2 separate regions of the Rattus norvegicus genome follow, and region 2 is linked to region 1. A link is a contact called in public Hi-C data. All regions are on one chromosome and are shown on one strand. The core of a region is the stretch at or near the end of the contact, and the rest is flanking DNA. Distances in the headings are between cores, read along the strand shown.

Region 1 (3,429 bases), core at 640-3,139:
AAGCAGGGTCTCCTAACAGTAAGGAGCTCGTCCCAGCCTGGCTCTCAGTGTGCTCCTGGTACAGAGCTGGGTGGCTGCTCTTTGTTCTCACTCCACTACCCCGACTCAAATACTGTAATTAAAGCACTCCTGTGGGAACGGGTTGTATACACAGGATTAAAACACAACCCGTGGCCTGCCTGTCAGTGGTGAAAGCCCTCACCTTCAGGCTCTGATTTCTGTCCTCTTGTCAGCCCTGAAATACTCATTTTCTTGTAGTCAAAGTGCTTTCTAAGGACAAGTATGTTTCTTATACTTGTCGCCAAGATCTATAGCCCACAAATCCTAAAATGTTTCACCACCACCACCACCATTACCACCACCACCACCATTACCACCACCACCATCGTCATCACCATCATCATCATCTTGTAGTTATTATTTTGAGGCTTTGGGCCTTACATAGCTCAAGTTGGATTTCCAATTCCTTGTCTAGCAGAGGATGGCCTTGAATTCCTGGTCTAATTTCCCCCACTTTGCACGTGTTGGGATTATAGGTCAGAAACTTTTAAATGACTTTATCATAATATCCTCCTCCTCCTCCTCCTCCTCCTCCTCCTCATCATCATCATCGCCATTAGTGTGTATGTGTGTTGGCACACTGGGGGGGGTGTGGTGGTCAGAGGTCAGCTTTGTGGACTTGGGCTCTGCTTTCCCAAAGGATTTGTGGGGATTGAACTGAGGTCACCACACTTGCTCAGTAAGTGCTCTACCCACTGAGCCATCTGCTTAGCCAGATTTTTATTTCTATTATTTGTTTGTTTGTTTGTTTGTTTGAAGTAGAGTCTCACTCTGGTGGTCAGGATAGCCCAGGACTCACTGTGTTGTCCAAGATAGCCTTGGACTTTCTATAATTTTCTCGTCTCTGCCTCCAGAGTGCTGGGATTGTAGGCTTGAACCACCACGCTGGCCAAAATCCTAAAGTATTTCCTATTTGGAACTTTTACACAAGTTTGACAATTTTTTTTTCTTTTTTGGTCTTTTCATCGTTTCTAAAGGCATTATGATGTCATCGTGTAGTGTCGTTTTTTGCACAATGTCTGTCTGATGAAATGAGTGTGCATCTCTGAGCACAACTGCTAGGTCTTAAGGTGTTGGTCTTTGTCTTTTTGAAAACTATTTCCCAAGAAAGAGGCTGAGCTGGCTCATACTCTGTCCAAGGTCCGCATGCCTCGGCCTGTTGCTCCACAGCCTCTGCTGTTAACAGCCGGACACTTGCCAATCTGATAAAGGAAACACAGGACTCATTGTAGCCTGAATTTGCTATTCTCTCATTACAATAAGAATTAGCATTTTAAGTCTAAACAGTTATTTTTAATTAACTAAACAACAAATAATCAATAAACAAACACATTTAGGAAAGAGGGTCCCATTCTGTAGCCCAGACTAATCGGAACTCATTATGGATGGAGCACACACTGGGGATCTGATCTGGAACTGCTGTCTAATCCTCCTGATCCAGCTTTCTAAGACTTGGCACTACAAGCATGAGCCACCACCGCTCCTGGATTATTTTATTTTATCGACTTATCTTTGCTGGGTTGGGGATCGAATCCAGGGTCTCCAGCATGCTTAGGGAAGCACTCCATCATCGAGCTCCCTTTTAAAATTTCCTCCAGAGCAATTTTCTCCGGTCCAGTCCATTCAGGAAGCGGGACTTGGCCTCAGGCTGAGGACTGGCAGCGGGGGGTGAAGGGCGTGGCTCACCGGGAGGCTGAGGCACTGGACCCCCCCACCCCCCTTCAGCCCTCCCTCTTCCCACTGTGGTCTCGGAGCTCCGCCCAGAGTCCTCCCGGGGCTGTCCGGGGCGGAGCCCTGGGGCCAGTGGGCGGAGCTGAGCGCCTGATTTATTCCCCTGTGAGAGGAGCGGACGCAGGAACTCTCCGGTCCCAGCATCGGAGCTTGTGGACCATTTCCCGCGTCCCGCAGCATGCAGTTCTCCCGTGTGCTGGCCGCGCTGTGCGGTGTGCTGCTCTGCGCCTCCGGCCTCTTCGCTGCGTCCGGTGAGTCCCTCTGGCCTCGCCCCTCTTCTGCCCGCCGCTCGGAAGTTCTCAGCGGGGCCCTCCCTCTATCTTTACTGTTGACAAACTTGAGCAAAGCCTGGAGGGGGACGCTCAGGGGCTGCATCCGGGTAGGAGAGGCGAACGTGCTTCTGCGTGCTCTGCCCTGGGGCCTTGAGGCTGTGATCCTAGCTTTTGCACCGAGCGGTGACCCTGGACACCCGGTGACAGCCCAGCCTCCCCCGGGGATGTGACTTACACATAACAAAGGAATCCGCTGCGTCCTGCCTCTTTTTACCGCGTCTGTAAAATGAGGCCACCGAACTGTGTCTGCTTTCCAATCCTAACAATTTGGGAGAATATAGTACTCTTGTGAGGGTACATCTCCAGTTAACTTAACCAGAAACTCTCTTCTGAACCCACCTGGCTAGAAAATCCAATGAACTTCTGTGCCCCACTTGTTGGTGTTTGATCAGATAAGGGAAGAAAGGACTGAGGGGCCCGTGCGAGAGACTGACTATAGGTGGGGCGGGTCTGGAACTTAGAAAAGGGATTCCTGCCCCCGGCTGGCCTTGGCCGGCTGCTTTATCTCCCCTAGCCCTCCTCCTCCGCTCTGAGGTCCCCGGTAGAAGTCTGGGCCTCTTGCGGGATGCTTGTGGAGAGTTCATCATGAAAAAGCAGTGCCCACGTGGGGCCGGTGAGCGGCTCAAGCAGCCTCGACATCGTTTCTCATAGAAATGGGACTGGCGAGATCACAGGCAGGAGCGATCACAGCTAGGCTCAGCTCTGTCGGCCTAGCACAGGATCTGACCTCGGGATTGGAGCTGAAGGCATTGGGTGCTCCAAGCTTTCACGAACTGGGAACTGCTAGTCTGTTCACTCAGCTGGAAAGATGCCTGGGGTCTCCTCTGATCCTTTTTACCCCTTATCTTTGCCTTCTCCACAACATTGCCAAATGTTCTTGGAGACACTTCCCAGAGCAGGACCCTGAAGTCCCATAGGATTTATAGAGGAGCTGGCCTCTCCGGGTCTCATATGCAGGTGGCCAGCCTCAGTCCCAACGCTGCTGCTGGCCACCTTCCACTTTCTGATTTCCTCTCTGGACCCTTGGTTTGGTTCCAGGTGCAGCTGTAGGGAAGGCTAGAAGCTGGGCCCTTGTTGGTATGGGGTGCCTAGGCCTTGGCGGATCCAGAGTCTCCATGTGAGGCTGTGTCTGTGCCCTTCCAGGTCAGAGGGGATTAACCTGCTATTTAAAGCAAGTGACTAATAGTTCTGCCACAGCGCCTTAGGATCCCCAGGCCCTTGCCGAGGGAGCTGTGTGGGCTGGTGCTCATTAATGGTGTTGCCTGCCTGCAGCTTGGGAGTCTGAGCTCCCTGGGGCCTTGAGCTT
Region 2 (3,429 bases), core at 659-3,158, 89 kb before region 1:
TTCTATAAGAAAACAGGCTGAGCAAGCCATGAGTTACAAACCAGTAAGCAGCTCCCCCACCCCCAGGCCTCTGCCTCAGCGACTGTCTCCAGGTTCCAGTCCTGTTTGAGATCCCGTCCTGACTTCTTTTGATAATGAGCAGTAATGTGGAAGTGTAAGTCAAATAAACCCTTCCTCCTCAAGTTGCTTTGGCCATGGTGTTTCTTCACAGCAGTAGAAACTCTAGCTGAGTTCACACAGTGAATTTTTTTTTCCGGAGCTGGGGACCGAACCCAGGGCCTTGCGCTTGCTAGGCAAGCGCTCTACCACTGAGCTAAATCCCCAACCCCCACACAGTGAATTTTTACCCACAGAGTCACCTCTCAGCTCCATACTTCGTTCTTTATGTTTTACTACGATCTCCTTCTTGGTCCTCATTTCTTAGGGTCCTCACAATATTCTAAGGCTTTTTTTCAACATTGTTTTTATTGATTCTTTGAAGATTTCACATCATGCACCCCAGTCCCACTTACATCCCAGGCCTTCCATATCCATCCTCCAACCTTGTGACCTTCCCTCAAGAGAAAAATTGAAATAAAACAAATCAACCAACCCATCTTGTCTACCCTCTGGCCATGACTTGCTCCTCTATCGATTGCAGCCATACCATACCAATCACAGCTATTGATCTGTAGTTTCTCCATGTACTTCTACCATTCCGCTCCTGTGTCTTTTCCACCTCTCCATGACCCATACGTAGTTGCACCAGGGTCTGCAGTGTGTCCCACAGTACACCCTTTTGCCCAAACAGCTTTATTTGTGAAGGTTCATTGCAACTGAGTGATTGGTCTGATTCGAGGCCTCTGGCTTCTACCACACCACCACTACTGGATCCTCATCAGGACTTTTAGTTATCCTGCGGCTGCCCAGAGTCATGGAGATCCTATGGCTATGGCTCCCTTTGCGATTTCCAGTAGACCATAGGTTCGGATAATTTCCATTTTTCCTGTCTCAGTCTCCTGAACGCTAGGACTACAGGCCTATGCTACCAGGCTGGCTCACTGAGACATTCTTATACATGGTGTAGACGAGGGTACCAATTAGAGATTGACAAATCCTTCTGCCAGGTGGGGGGGGGGTCCGTCAAGAAAACTGAGATACATGTGATTCCTCGTGAACCTTACCCTAGGGATTTCAGTGAGTCTCAGAGTCTAGGACAGCACATCTGGGACTTTCCGTAATGCTCGGAGCTCTGGACACTGAGCATGGATTCAGTCAGAATTGTCTGCTCGACATTAGAGCCCAGGTGGCCTGGGGCCAGAGGAGCCCACACTGAAGGCCCTTGGAAAGTCTTGATGCTTTTTGTGAAGAAGTCAGGTATATAGGGAGACACACACTCACATACACGTGAGCCCAAGGGTGTTGTCAGCCCACTGCAAAGACTGTTTTATCTCTTTATGCAACAATTCAAAACGATTTTCTCAAGCTGCATCTATTAATGGCACATTTACTACCATGAATGTTTCAGGAGAAAAAGGGGAGAAATGTGTGAAGGTAAGATATTCTCAGTGCAGTAACTTCCCCAAAGGCTCTTCATATCATAGAGCAGAGTGAGGGTCTAAAAAAAACGTTAGCAGCCCAACTTGGGGCACTTAATAAAACTCCAGTAAAAGTCAGAGGTTCCCGATAATAAACTCCCCAGCTCCCAGATTAAATCTGGGCCAAGTTTGGCAAAGGCAGGATGGTTCCTTTGCCCAACCCAAGCTTTTTTGATACTTACAGTTAAGGGGATACCATGAGAGGTCAAAGAGCCTGGATGCATCTGACCGCTAGAGGGCCCCTGGGAGCAGGAAATCTCAAGGTTGGATGAGCGCCACTCATTGTCATCCCTCTTTACTGATAGAGACCAAGGCAAGCGGCCAATGCTGTTTAAGTGGGAACCAAAGTGCACCACCCTGCGTGGTACTCTGGGCATCCCATGACTTCCGCTTCTGGGAAAAGCCAGGGACGTTCCTCATCTGTGGTAGTCCAAGGGACACGCATCTTCATAACTGTTCCAAATTGGACGGCTGTCCTGGCTGGTTCTCCAGCCACTGAGATAGATCTGTATTCTTCTGAATTGAGGAAGAGTCTCCCGACATAATGTGAAGGCAGGAAAGGAGAAAAAGACAGCTGTTTCTTTCAAATAATCAACGTGTGTGTGTGTGTGTGTGTGTGTGTGTGTGTGTGTGTGTTGTATTATTTCACAAATAAAGTTGGCATACATCATGGTGATTTGATATATTTATATGTTGTGGAGTGGCTAAATCGGGCTAGTAGTTGAGCATATTACCCCACAGTTTTATTTGTCTTGGGAAGTCTCAAAATCTCTCAGCAATTTCCAAGTGCAAGATGGATTTTCTTCATACTTGTTCCTGGCTTGGTAGAAATGAAGTTATTCCAAGGAAACAATTTTGTCTCTCAATCAGACCCAATGACCGTCAAAGAAATGGAACTTCCCTGGGATTCTCACGCTGAGAGGAAAGGGGACTTGTCTCCTGTAAAGACACTTATGCATTACAGATAATGACGGATCAATGGCGGGGGCAGGGCTACACTTTAATCTGGACTGCTCAGACACGTGTATGCCTGCTCTCTATTTAATTTTTTACCACACTTCAGGACCCCAAAGATAGACTGGGGTTGATGGGGACATTGCTGATTCCTTTGTCCCTCTTCTCAATGTGGCCTCATTAAATAAACCTGCTTTCCACGATCAATTTGACTATTTTAATTGGCTCCTGGGGACGGGGGGGGGGGTGCTAGCCTAACTGGTTTGTTGGGACACAGGTTGTGCCCAAGTTTGGTAACACTGTATGTCACAAAACGAGATCTCTGAATTTAGGAGCCTAACTGAAATGCCGTGCCTTTGCCCATCAGAACCCTAATCTTTCTCCATCCCTAACCCCTGGCAGACACCATTTTATTGGCTTCTGAGAACCCTGCTGTCTAAGCTCACATCTAGGTGCGTGCTTGTGGCATTTCTGAAGGCTGCTTGACTGCTCTGCCCACAGCAGGATGCATCTTTGGACAAGAGCAACCTCAGTGCTTGCCCATGAGTGGGTGTCCAGGAAGTGCCCATGGAGTTGCTTCTGAGAGAATGAGTTGTTTACTGAGAAAGTGCACTTGCCAAGACCATGGAGATGTTTTACCTAGGAACTGAAAGCACGTCACTGGCAAAGGGATGGGCTTTAGCAGCCAAGAAAAGGAGTCCTGCTCCTAAGGTCTTTGTGCTGCAAATCATGGCCCAGGATGGCAACATACAAAGAGCTCATTGCACACGTAGAGGACCGACGGAAGCTTCCTTCTTCCCCCTTTCTTTCTTTTGTTCCTTCTTTCTCTTCTGTCTTTGTTTGTTTGAGACAGGGTTTTTCTGTGTAATATCCCTGGCTGTCCTGGAACTCTCTTTGT

What was found. A called contact is a pair of places that touch in the nucleus more often than the background predicts.
Region 2: a Hi-C map of psoas muscle shows a contact between it and region 1, with 4 times the contacts expected there. The contact joins the enhancer-like site here to the promoter of Mfge8 in region 1. A contact is called at or near these places in 12 of 12 Hi-C or Micro-C datasets (the A7r5 cell line, the Rat2 cell line, Schwann cells and 7 more) and 1 of 1 datasets of contacts at active chromatin or transcription factors (oligodendrocytes).

The regions. Positions count from the first base shown.
Region 1 is chr1:142,487,891-142,491,319 of GRCr8, reverse strand. It overlaps Mfge8 (milk fat globule EGF and factor V/VIII domain containing), which reads left to right and starts at 1,889. Exons shown (of 9, transcript NM_012811.3): 1 at 1,889-2,042. The coding sequence starts at 1,970.
Region 2 is chr1:142,576,675-142,580,103 of GRCr8, reverse strand. No RefSeq gene overlaps it. Among named protein-coding and RNA genes, the nearest start is that of Abhd2, 48 kb to the left of the region's middle. Within about 2 kb of position 1,908, at least 10 of the 93 cell types and tissues checked have an H3K27ac peak or open chromatin away from gene starts, as enhancers often do.